Linked DNA regions of Macaca mulatta: region 1 is linked to region 2. A link is a contact called in public Hi-C data. All regions are on one chromosome and are shown on one strand. The core of a region is the stretch at or near the end of the contact, and the rest is flanking DNA. Distances in the headings are between cores, read along the strand shown.

Region 1 (6,002 bases), core at 673-3,172, 730 kb after region 2:
ACTGCCTCTCAGGCGAAGAGCAAATGCTGCCCTGACTGAAGGAATAATGAGGTTCCCTGAAACTAGGTGCACAGACACCAAAATGCTTACACGTTGAGCTGGAATCATGCTGGGCCCAGAACACATTTCCCTGAACATTAGATTCAGGATGGTGCAAAACAACATTCACAACCAGACCTACAGCTAAGAAAACAATTTGTTTAGAAGACCTTAGGATATAGGATCTACATCTCTCCACATCCTGTGTTTATGCTCCTGTATGTTCCAGGCTGGCCCAACAAGCCAGAAGGAAGAGCCTAGCCTGTCATCTTGGATACCATCCAGATGGAAAAGCACGTCACAGCCAAAATCACAATCAACATTCTTGCAAAAATGTTTGATTAAAATAAAAAGTAAACTTGGAAACCCAAGGGGAAATACTTGCTTTCTGGTTTAAAAGTGTGCAAACTTCAAAATATCAGCAGAAACCACGTATACAAGTCACTGAACACACCTTCAACATAAAATGAATCATCTTTCCAGCATTTTTAAGCCCCCAGAGAAATCACATTTGCATATCAAGTAAGTGGCCAAGAAAATGCACACTTATACTTAATCTGCGTCTACAAAGAAGACAGAGAAAAGGGCTATTACTGTGAACATCAAAAGGGCTTCAGTTACAGTAACTTCAGTTCACTTCATGCTCCTAATTCAGGCTCTCTGCCTCCAATGCTTAGCGTCCCGCACGCTTCTCCAGGTTTTGAACCTGATCTCAATCCAATCAAAAGAGAAACTAGGCAGATTTTTTTCTGGGCATTTATATTACCGGTAACAACAGAACATTATAAAGATCTTGTTAACAAAAGTAGCTTCTTGCCAGAGTCTTTTTATTAACACTTGCAAAGCTATTTAACAAGCTGGCCATGCCTGTGTGACACCAAACTGCATGTGGATAAATTCAATGTTTCATCTCCCCGCCCAATTCCTGTCCTTTGTAACTAATAATGTTAACACGACAGATCAAGAAACTAGTTTTTCAGAAAACAGTTTTCATTCATTCTCTATAAGACATTTCCGCCGCAGTGAACATGCCCGCTCTCAGGGTGTCTGTGCGTGGCCCCAACTTTCCTCTGAGCCGGGAAGGATGCAACGTGGGCCAACGATTCCGCGCGCTCCGCCCTGGAGGCTGCGGGGAGCGACGCAGCGCGACATTCACCCCCAGGAAAGCGCTGCTTTCCGCGGAGGAGAGAGGCTGACTGTATCCTTAGCTCTGCTCCTCGCTTCCCCAGCGGCTCGCCCCGGACATTGCACCACCGGTCGACCTCTCTGGCGATGCCCGGCTCCTGCCTGCTGTGGAAGGGCAGCGGCGGGCACCATGGTCTCCGCACCTAGAAGAGTTCCCCCTGGCCTCAAGTGGAAGCTGCCGGCTGCCCGGAGCACGCTCACCCCTCGCGAACACACCCCTGCAGCCGAAGCAGCCCCTGAAGCCGGCAGCGCCTGCAACAGGTCCGGGGCAGTGGGGGAAACTTACAGCAGTGGCGACTGGCCGCAACGCACAACTGAGTTCTAGCGTCGGTCACGGGCAAGGAGGCGACGAATCGGTCGTCTCAGCCCCGGGAAGCGGTGGCGAATGCCCCGGAGAAAGGAGCGCCAGCCGGGGAGAGGACTGCGCCCCGAACGATGGCTCGCGGACTGGCTACCGCTGGCGTTCGCCTCTGCCTCTTGTCCCCACGCCGCGCACCCGGCGTCCAGGACCCGCAGAGCGTCTACCGGAGCGCGTCACCGGAGCGGAGAGCAAGCCTGCCACTGCAGGCGCCGCGGAAGGAGGCGGGCTGTGTGCTCGGGGGAGGGAGCTAGAAAGCGCCTTGTGCGCCGGCTGCCGCCAGGCGTCTGGACCCGGTCTCCGCAGCGCCACCGCCGCACCGCCTCCTCTCCGGCTGCCAGAGCAGTCTGCGCCCCGCCGCGGTGCGCCCCGCTATAAGTGGCGCGGCGGGGAGGGGAGGGGGCGCGTATGCAAAGAGACCGACACCGGGGGAGGGAGGAAGCGCATTAGCGCGGCCCGTGGTGTAGGAGGAGGAAGAGGAGGAGAAGGAGTGGGAGGAGGAGAGGAGCTGGGGAAGAGCGTGTCGGGGGAGTTAATCGGGAGAGGAAGCGGGAGAGGGGGGCTGCGGGGACTGCAGAGAGACAAAGCGGACGCGCTGTCTCAGCCGCTGGCAGCTGCAACCCCGGGAACCGAGAATAAAATAAGTTTTCCCGGGTTCGAGTGTGTCTGCGCCTCTCTGAGCCAGCCTGGTTAATGGACAGTCCCGGATCTGAGGGACGCACCTCAGGGGAGCGCAGCCCGGCGTTGTACGCTCGGTGATGCCAGAGCCCGCGCGATGCTCTAAAAAGGGCAGCAAGGGGCGAGCTGGATATCCACAGGACAAGCCCTGGGCACGCATAGATAGCTCCTTGGGTAGGACGCCCAGAGTGGGGAGAGATAGTGGCAATGGAAGGGCAAAAGTCTGAAAGCTTTGGGGACACTCGGGTTGAGCAAGCCAGGACTTTTAAGTTTCTTACTGGCAGAGAGCCAAAGAGACTCCAGCCCCAGGCATTTCCCATGTGTCCTCCCTCCCCATTCCCCAGCGGGTGCGGCACCCACGGCTGGACTCTGCCCTAAGCCAGGCGACTGCAGCGGCAGCCGGGGTGCAGTTCTGCGGGGCGCGCACCACGTGCTTTTCAGCCAATCGCCGCGGCCGCTTGATTCAAAGTGAACTCCTCAAAGCAGCAGCCACGCCACCTCCTCTCCTAGCGATAAAGCCTCCATCACCCTCTCCTGTTTTTTATCGCTCGGTGGTGGTAGTTTGGAGTTCAGTAAAGAAATGGCTCAGCGCACACACACGTTTAATAGCCCCGCGTGCCAGGAGAAAGGAAGGCGATTCGAAAAATAATCTCGCGTGGTGATCACTTTTACGAATCCCATTTATCTTTGCAACTAGAGACTTGTCTTTCCACTGGGAGCTAAAATGTCTGTTTTTTATTCGGTGTTTGGAATTAAGTGTATAAAGGAACGGGATAGATGACTGGTCCAGCTCCCTTGTTTTACAGGTGGGAAACCGAGGCCCAGGGAGATGTGAGTTGCCTGGCTCGTAGTCACTTAGCAACAGTGTCCCAGCTCTGCAGCTCGAGAGTGAGGGCCCCACGACAGAGTTAATTCCGTCCCCGGGTTCGCGCGTCCCCGAGCGCCCGCGCTTCGCCTCCCAGCTTGCTTTAAAACACTAGGTGCAGGAGCGGTTTAAACTGGCTACAGAGGACCCACCGTGGTGCTTCCAGAGTCCAGACTGCTGAAACCAAGACTGTCAGTTCTTCACTCTAATTTCACTTTCCTTTACCCTTGTTCCCTCCTGGTATTTGCGCCGAGAAATTTCGCTCCTTGCAAACAAAGAAAGACAGTGCCCTCTGAAGTCCTTTGTTAGCATTAACTCGGCAGCCTCACCACGAACCTTTCAATATATATATTTTTAATGCAGAGTCAGTCTCGGCTCGAGGCTGCTTCACAGACACAGCCCGGATCAATTCATGGCAAGAACCGCGAATGGAGAGTCAGGGGGGCTGCGAGGTTACAGAGCGCGGGCAAGCAGCACCCAGGTTCTGAAGCGAAGACCAGACAGATGGAAACTGCAGACTCCAGAGATAGGTGCTGAAAAGATGGGAGGTGGAAATGTGTAACTATTGCACATGTGTCTTTTTAAAACATGTTTCTGTGGCCTGTAGCAAGGTGTGGGGGAGCTCATCAAGGCAGCCACTAACGCACCTTTTAGACACCTTCTAGACCTGCTCTGTCTGCCTCCTTTGTGAGTCAAATCTACCTAAAACGGCACCTAGATGCCCTTGCCTAGAAATGGACTCTGTACATAGCTCAGCTGGTTGGTTGGAGATTTTGCCACTGGAAGCGACCGAACTAGGGACAGGTATGTATCTTTACTGCCTGGAAACTGCGGGATGTCCTTAACCAAGGGAACAGCAAAGTTCAGATCTCTTTGCGAAGAACTTTGCTAAGCAGGCAGGGCTGAGAAAGGAAAGAAATCCTCTGGCCATTGTATCACCATCCACTGGTGCCAGTTTCCTGTATCTTTTCTACCTAATGTTGCCACTTTCTATGCTTCAATAAAAGAAAGAAAAAAAGCTGTAGACTGGAAAATCTTGAAATGCATTCAGTGACCATATACATTCGCTTCATCTGCCTCGGGTAGACAAGCAACACAAGAGAAAAGACGTTAGCTTATGTAAGTTCTAAAATCTGGAAAACATTTTCCTGCTGAAAGTCACAAGAACTAAACTTGTAAGTTTGGAAATCATGTGTGCTACTGATGACCTCCTACAAACTGTACTCTGGTTTGCTTGAGCCAATGTATGACTAGTTTTCGGGCAGTTGGGCAGTTTTTAATGTTTATCTCAGCTGAAAATGATTTGCAAGTTAGCAAATTTATGATCATAGCAACTCAAACTGTATAATCCCACAGCATCTCTCAGCCAATCCTAAAGGTAACTCTTATCACCCCACTCACACAAAGAAAAGCTGAGCAAGTCTTCATTCTGTACAGGAAGAAACTTCTAAACAGGGCTGTCATCAAAACTGGACGGCCATAGACATAGCAGATATCTGAGTCACAAACAAGTCAGGAAATGCTGCTTGTACTGTATCCGCGTTACACAATAGCCAACACTTCACACAAGATATTAGGCCAGTCCTGTAGGCCCCCGGGAGCAGGTCTTTGCCTCTGTCTTGTGACATCAAACCAAAGTCTCATTTTTTAATGCTATTAAGAAGCTGTGCCCAAGGCTTTGGGCTTGTTATCTCCCTTAACAATGTTATTTTGTTAGGCCGCAAAATAAGCAGCATGGGGTTAAATGTATTAGCTGCCTTCAAACCTAATTTATCTTCATTCCTTCCTAATTTACACTTGGGCTGAATTAATGAGAATGATTTAATTAACACGGTGCGATCATGGTACCAGGGACAGGACAGCTCAGGGGATTAGAACAAACAGTAGGCTAAGCAGCTGCCATCCTGCCTCCTGTGGTCTCCTGAAGCCCCACCCAAATTCAGACATGTTCCCTGCTGGTATTCCAAAAGTGCCCTCTTTGTTTTGTGAGAACACTTTCTGAATCTGTGCAAGGAAGATAGCACAGCTTTCCTTCCCCGTGTTATTTGCTAGATGGACTTCAAAGCGTGTACTGGAGACACAGTGTGGCAGAGAGGCCAACTGCCCACCAAAGATTTGTGCTCCTCTTCCATAGTGTCAAGTTCGTGTTGGGAAGTGGACGCCCAGCCAGGGACTACACCTCCCAGTAGCACATATGTTGCGATCAACACCCCTGAAGGGGAAGGGAGGGAAGCAGGGTGGACAGATGGAGACGCTAAGCTGGAATGTGGTGTCAGCCAAGACTTGGCTGACCCCATGGGGACCTCTGGAGCTGAAATGGCCTCACAGTGTTGTCCGCATTTGAGGCAAGAAGGCTAAGCTTTTATAGGGCTACGTTACCCAGTTGCTGAATGCAGCTTGCTCAGGGAAGGGACCATGGCTTTGGGCAAGGTGGCGCTCTTTTGCAGAGGGAGCTGCCAGCACAGCACACCCAAAGGCTGGAGGAATAAGCACTCCATTCCCAAAGGAGGATCTGAGAGCCTCAGAACAGTGAGAACACAGATATGTAAACCTAGGAAAATGAGACCTCAGCTTCCATCAGCAATCCTCTTATTTTTAAAAAGAGAGAGAGAGGAAAGTCTGGCTGTTTATTAAAGAAATAAGAATAACGAAAAAGACAGGTCAATCAATACAAGAAGTTATCAGCATTTTATAAATCAATTATCACTTTTTTGTCTGGGGAAGACAAGTGGTCTAAATCGATAGTTTTCTAAATTTTGGTTTGCCATCTTCTATCTTTGTGCATTAAAAAAAGTTATGTTTATGTTAAACATCCATCATGATATCATGATAAAGCTTGAGAGTATTCTTCTTTTTTTTCCTTTTTTTTTTTTTTTA
Region 2 (6,071 bases), core at 1,056-3,555:
AAGGCCATGGGCTTTGAAAGATTTCTGTTCATGGCACAGTCGTCTTTTTTGAAGCTGAATGTCTTATACGTGACTGAAGTTTTTATATAAACAATTTTGAATCAGGTGGAATGAAATTTGATCCCTGTATTAGGAAAATAGAGTTATAAATGAGGCATAGACAGGGCAAAAAGGAAAAGACACAGATATTCTAGCAAAGTAAAGTTAAGCGAGTGAATTGGGAATTTCCCTAAACTTGAAAAGCAAGTGCTGTTCTCTGTCCTAAATATAAATGTAAACTTTAAGTGTGAAGATTATTCATTTAGCTTTAAATGAATATTTAAATTTAGATGAATATCCAATCTTCAGATTCCACCTCTATACAAGGGAAAAGAATGGCCTTATCCCAAATGTTAGATAGACATGAAGAGTACCTCACAGCAGCACTTAATTACTATAACTGTAACCCTTACGTGAGCGTTGTTGTGGTAGTTTTGACCTAGAAAGTATTGGATTTTTGTTTGTCTTACCATACTGTCCCTTAGGATTTATTAGAGTTAAGTGGTGATGTAAAGTCTACAATTTTATTTAGCCAGATCAACAGAGTCCTAAGTGGTTTATTGCATGCTCATTATTTCATATTTAAAGATCATAGTAATTAATACCTATTCTGAATGATAATCATTGTTTTATTTATAACAACTCCCAAAAGCCACTAACTAGTCATGTGTCTGAAATTTTAAAGATTAATTTCCAAATTTAAAAATATGAATTTTCTTTCAAAAGGCCCCAGTGAATACATTTTTGAGTCGTATTCCAAGACAAGTATGAATTTAAAATATACCTTAGTTCTTTAACTTTCAAAAGTATAGGAAACTGCTGAGCTGACAAAGAACTTATGGTCAAATCCCCATCTTCCCAATATCTGTTATATGGACAGTTTAAAAAATTCTGAGGAAGGAAAAATGTGAATTTATCCCTAGGAGAGTAATGATTTCTCATATGGAGTCAAAACATACACACATACCCAGTATGTGTCCATTTTCAATTTGTCCCTTCTGTTCTGCTTTGCACTCTAAATGGGAACTTTTAAAATTAAAAGCTTCCAAGGGCATTCACAGAGATCTTTTTGGTTTTGTGGAATCTTTCCAAATCTTGGTAATTATTTCCTGTGATGTTGCCAAACTTTTCATAGGCAGATACCGTAACTCAAAATGTTTTTTTAATCTGGTTGGTAATGTCCTCTGGGCTTTAGAGTATCTATTTTCCCTTCATCATTTCAGCCTCCTGTTAGCGATCTATTAAACAAATAAATTTCAGCTTAGTTTTTGTGTGCATGACCTTCCTGCTATAATACAAAGATGTAACAGTAATGAGACTAGCTTTAGCCACTTACGTATCTCCTAAAAATGGTATTAACTGCTATTCTCAGGCATTATGTTATAAAAACATTATTTACCAAAAGTCTCCAAATAGTTGATTTTTATTTTTATGTCTTTGTAATGCAATGTAGCTCAAGTAATTTCTGGTTTGGGACTCAAAGAAAGGATACTACTAGGTTTATGTGGATTCTTAAGTTCTCATGAACGATTGACTAGGGAGACCTCAGCAAGAGAGTGAGATGTAGAACAGGAATGCACAGCCTTGTGAATTTACATGCCGAGTTCGTATTCGGGAGACTGGCTTAACTATCACCCAACAACCAGCACCAAATTACCTTTCCATAGGAGAGGATGATACAGCTTTTGGGCTTTGTTTCTTTTCTCTATGAATTCACAGGTCATACCCCTAGGACATATGTAGACAAGCCTCTGTGGAATGCCACAAATCTTGCCTTTGGAGGTAACTTAGGAAAAGGCCAGAAATATTAAGAGAAATGAGTTCGGGCCTGCGTTTTGTGTTTCGAGGTAGTTCCAGCGGAAAGCGTAAACAATAACAATGGAAGCCTGTGTTTGATTATTTTTCCTCTGTCTGCTCTGACAGGCCGCCTTGACCATTCAGGACAGCCACATTGAGATCCACAGGCTGGTTCTCGAGCAGCAGGAGGGCCTGTCTCTCGGCCACTCTGTCCTCCGAGGCGGCCCTTTGCAGGACCAGAAGTCCCGCGACGCGGACAGGCAGCATGAGGAGCTGGCCAACGTGCATCAGCTCCAGCACCAGCTCCAGCAGGAGCAGCGGCGCTGGCTCCGCAGGTGTGACCAGCAGCAGCGGGCGCAGGCGGCCAAGGAGAGCTGGCTGCAGGAGCGGGAGCGGGAGTGCCAGTCGCAGGAGGAGCTGCTGCTGCGGAGCCGTGGGGAGCTGGACCTCCAGCTCCAGGAGTATCAGCACAGCCTGGAGCGGCTGAGGGAGGGCCAGCGCCTGGTAGAGAGGGAGCGGGCGAGGATGCAGGCCCAGCAGAGCCTGCTGAGCCACTGGAAGCACGGCCGGCAGAGGAGCCTGCCCGCGGTGTTCCTTCCAGGTGGCCCCGAGGTATGGACCTTCTAGGGTGCTGTGAGGCAGCCTCTCAAAGACAGGGCTGGGCCTGGGGGTTCCTAGGACACTAACCACACATCTGTCATTTTGGTTTTTGTGTAAGACCTCATGAGGATTTCTCAATTTGTAGGTAGCCAAAGCGGGAAGCTTTCAGAGACAGTACATATCCATGTTGACTTAAAATATGGATGGTGTGGGCCAAGCGCGGTGGCTCACGCCTGTAATCCCAGCACTTTGGGAGGCCGAGGCGGGCAGATCACCTGAGATTGGGAGTTCGAAACCAGCCTGGCCAACATGGTGAAACCTGGTGTCTACTAAAAATACAAAAATTAGCTGGGCTTGGTGGGGGGGCGCCTGTAATCCCAGCTACTCAGGAGGCTGAGGCAGAAGAATCGCTTGAACCCATGAGGCAGAGGTTGCATTGAGCCGAGATTGCGCCATTGCACTCCAGCCTGGGTGACAAGAGTGAAACTCCGTTTCAAAAAAAATGGACAGTGTAAGGGCCCAGGTCCTATGGGATCACTGCACTCTGCCTGAGATGCCCTTACCTAAGGAACAAACATAGAATCTAGTTGTCCTAGAAAGGCCCAAGTGGGTTTGTCCTGGAGTCACACTCACCGTGAGCTTGCTCTTTCCCAGTATTTGAAGGACTGTCTTTATATGATCTGTCTTAAGAGTTCTATGTAGAAGTAGCTTTTAGAAGATCAATTAACTATTAATAAATACTATAGGCACTGAATTTAGCAAGTATAATACTATTCTGTTATGCCGAGCTTATTCTCTCTTTGTAAATTTGATATAGTAAATTCAAAATCCATTTCACTAGTAAGAGTTATTTATTTGCATCTTTTCTAACCATGCTTGACAATCCCATTGGTCCCAGGAGTTTATTTTCCTGTGTTATGAGCATGTATGTTTTTTTATTGATAGTGCATGAAGTTGTAGAAGTTGATAAGCTTACAAGATCTCTGTTGCAATCTGTTTTTCCTTTTAAGTTGGCTAAATTATGTTTATTGCTAACTCCTCATGTATATATGGATATGTTTTCAACTTTTTTATTTAGCAAAAGTAAAAAATGCTGCTTTCTCTGATTAAAATAAAGTGGAAACACTTTAATGTCATAGAACGCCACTCTCGCCACTCTTTTTTTTTTTTTTTTTTTTTTTTTTGTTAAAGACATGCCATGCATAACAAATTGAAGTTTTTGGTACTAGCTCATTAAAAGAGGATGGGGTGGGGGGAGAAAAGAAGTGGTAATCTTGACCTTACTTTTACTGAAATCTTGATTCCTAAGATTCTCTCAGGAATAAATACTTTATGAAACTTGTATAAGTTAGAAAAATTATTGTACTTTTCCTCTGTTTCTTTCCATAGGTAATGGAACTTAATCGATCTGAGAGTTTGTGTCATGAAAACTCATTCTTCATCAATGAAGCTTTAGTACAAATGTCATTTAACACTTTCAACAAACCGAATCCATCAGTTATACATCAGGATGCCACTTACCCCACAACTCGATCTCCTTCTGACTTGGTAAGGACTAGTGAAAATCAAGTAGACCTCAAGATGGACCCTTCTCAGCCTTCGAATGTCAGTCACGAACTGTGGACAGCCGCCGCTGGGTCCAGCCATCAGATACTTCCTTTCCACGAAAGCAGCAAGGATTCTTGTAAAAATGGTAATTAACACTTTAAATGTCATCTGTATAGTTTGAACAAGAAGTTGTCCCTCTGAACGGTTGGCTCTTGTGTAGAGTGCATCAAAGTCCTCCCTAGCATGGGAATAAATTGGTACTGATGAGCTGGAGTTTGCGGCATTCACTTTTCTTTGGAGAAGTCTGGGGACGGCCTTTGCTTGTAAGTTACCTAGACAAGTGAGACTATGGTCATAGGGCTTAGCGAATGCTCACAACATGTAAGAACCAGACAGGATTTTTAGATATGTGGGTTAAAATGATAATGTCCTCTTAAAAGTAAAGCAACTTGGTATTTACTCCCCACTATTGTGGACCCCACTACATCCTGAAACACCTACGTTGACACTCAGAAATAAAAGATACCAACAGGGTTGGTAGTGGCACTTTATCAGGGCAATTTCCTGTAACATTAGTGAAATCTTCTGTACTGCTGTTAAACACCCAAAATGAAACTGTTAACATCATTTGTCATTGTAAAAAAAAAGAAAAAAAAAAGAAAAAAAAAAAAAGGTGTTGTCTCTCCACAAGTACCTCATAATAACACAATTTGCTAATCCCATTAAAGCATTTGCCAAGTATAAATGAAAGGCAGCTCGTGTTACCAGCTCTACATGAATCCGAATGATTTAAATCTATGTCTATTATAAATTGTTTTCTGTGGGACATGAGGTAGGGAATGAGAAGAACTTGAAACCTCTCTACTGAAAAACAGATGGTATGCAATAGAATAAACAAATGGCTGGCCACATGGATATGAAATAAATCACCCACAGCAAAATGTTTCAGAAACATAAAACAAGCAGTAGTATAGAAGTCTTCAGAACTGGATACAGATTTGTTTCTATGCTTAATATATATTCTTAGATTGTCAGTTGGAGGATAATTTTTCAGCAACAAAAAAGAAGGTATTTGGCTTCCCCCAATTCAAGAGTAATAATTCTGACACTGCTTATAAGTTGATTTATTACTGATCCAAAAGATGTTGATTCTTACTGGTGACTAATTCTTTACATTACTTAAGTCACTGTGGTAACATTCTTATTTCTTGTCAGCATATAGGAGAGAATGAAATAGTTTTTTAAAGTATTGTTTCAAATATTCTTTAGATAAAGAAAAAATATGATGGAATAGTTCAGACTAAATAAAAGGTCAAGCAAAATTTAGAAAATGTAACTTCTTTAATATATTATCTTGCAACTTTACTACAATAGAGAGCACATTGCAGAATGCTTTTTCTAAGCACATATTGCTTTGCTGTGTTGATCCATTAACCTGCTATTTACAGTGCTTCCTGTGTTTTTGTCAGCATGGTTTTACATACTGGCTTTGGTATAATTCCAAAACTCAGTTTGAGTTAAACCACATTCAGCTTTTGTTTAAAAGAAGCATGTCTCTTTTACTTTTTGTGTATCTCCCATCTTTTTCTATTGACTTGTGCTTCAAAGTAAAAACTTTTTAAACCATTTGGCAGCATACTTGCAGTAGATAGAAAATGTACTAAGGAAATAAACAGTGATTATATACAAAACCAGTCTATCCACATGTAAGGAATTAGAGCCAAAGGAAATGCTGAGAAATGTACTTATGCTTAAGAAATTGTATGTCCAGAGTAGGCCAAGGACACTCAGGACATTGACAGGAGAGAGGAAAATCAACTTTGGCTTAAATCTCTCAGGAACGTCCTGGTTTCTATAAGTAGGGATTACATCAGAAATGCTGTGTGTACTGTTCACCACTGGAGTTTTGCAACTAGTCAAAAAACCTTCTTTAAGTTTGTTTACTTCATGATAAGCAATTTCTAGAGGAGAGAAAAGAAAGTCAGAGAATAGGAGGTGATAATAAAGTAGAATGAAAATTGGATATATATACTTAAAAGAGTGGTCAAGGCTAGATAAAATTATTCAAACCACTGCAGAGCTTTCAC

The links. A called contact is a pair of places that touch in the nucleus more often than the background predicts.
Region 1: a contact with region 2 is called in a Hi-C map of sperm, with 3 times the contacts expected there. The contact joins the promoter of ENC1 here to the enhancer-like site in region 2. A contact is called at or near these places in 9 of 14 Hi-C or Micro-C datasets (CD4 T cells, blood, fetal cortex germinal zone and 4 more).

Annotation. Positions count from the first base shown.
Region 1 is chr6:81,025,126-81,031,127 of T2T-MMU8v2.0, forward strand. It overlaps ENC1 (ectodermal-neural cortex 1), which reads right to left and starts at 1,923. Exons shown (of 3, transcript NM_001260583.1): 1 at 1,511-1,923.
Region 2 is chr6:80,290,221-80,296,291 of T2T-MMU8v2.0, forward strand. It overlaps ARHGEF28 (Rho guanine nucleotide exchange factor 28), which reads left to right. Exons shown (of 36, transcript XM_078004863.1): 34 at 1,963-2,448; 35 at 3,826-4,129. Among named protein-coding and RNA genes, the nearest start is that of ARHGEF28, 280 kb to the left of the region's middle. Within about 2 kb of position 2,306, at least 3 of the 40 cell types and tissues checked have an H3K27ac peak or open chromatin away from gene starts, as enhancers often do.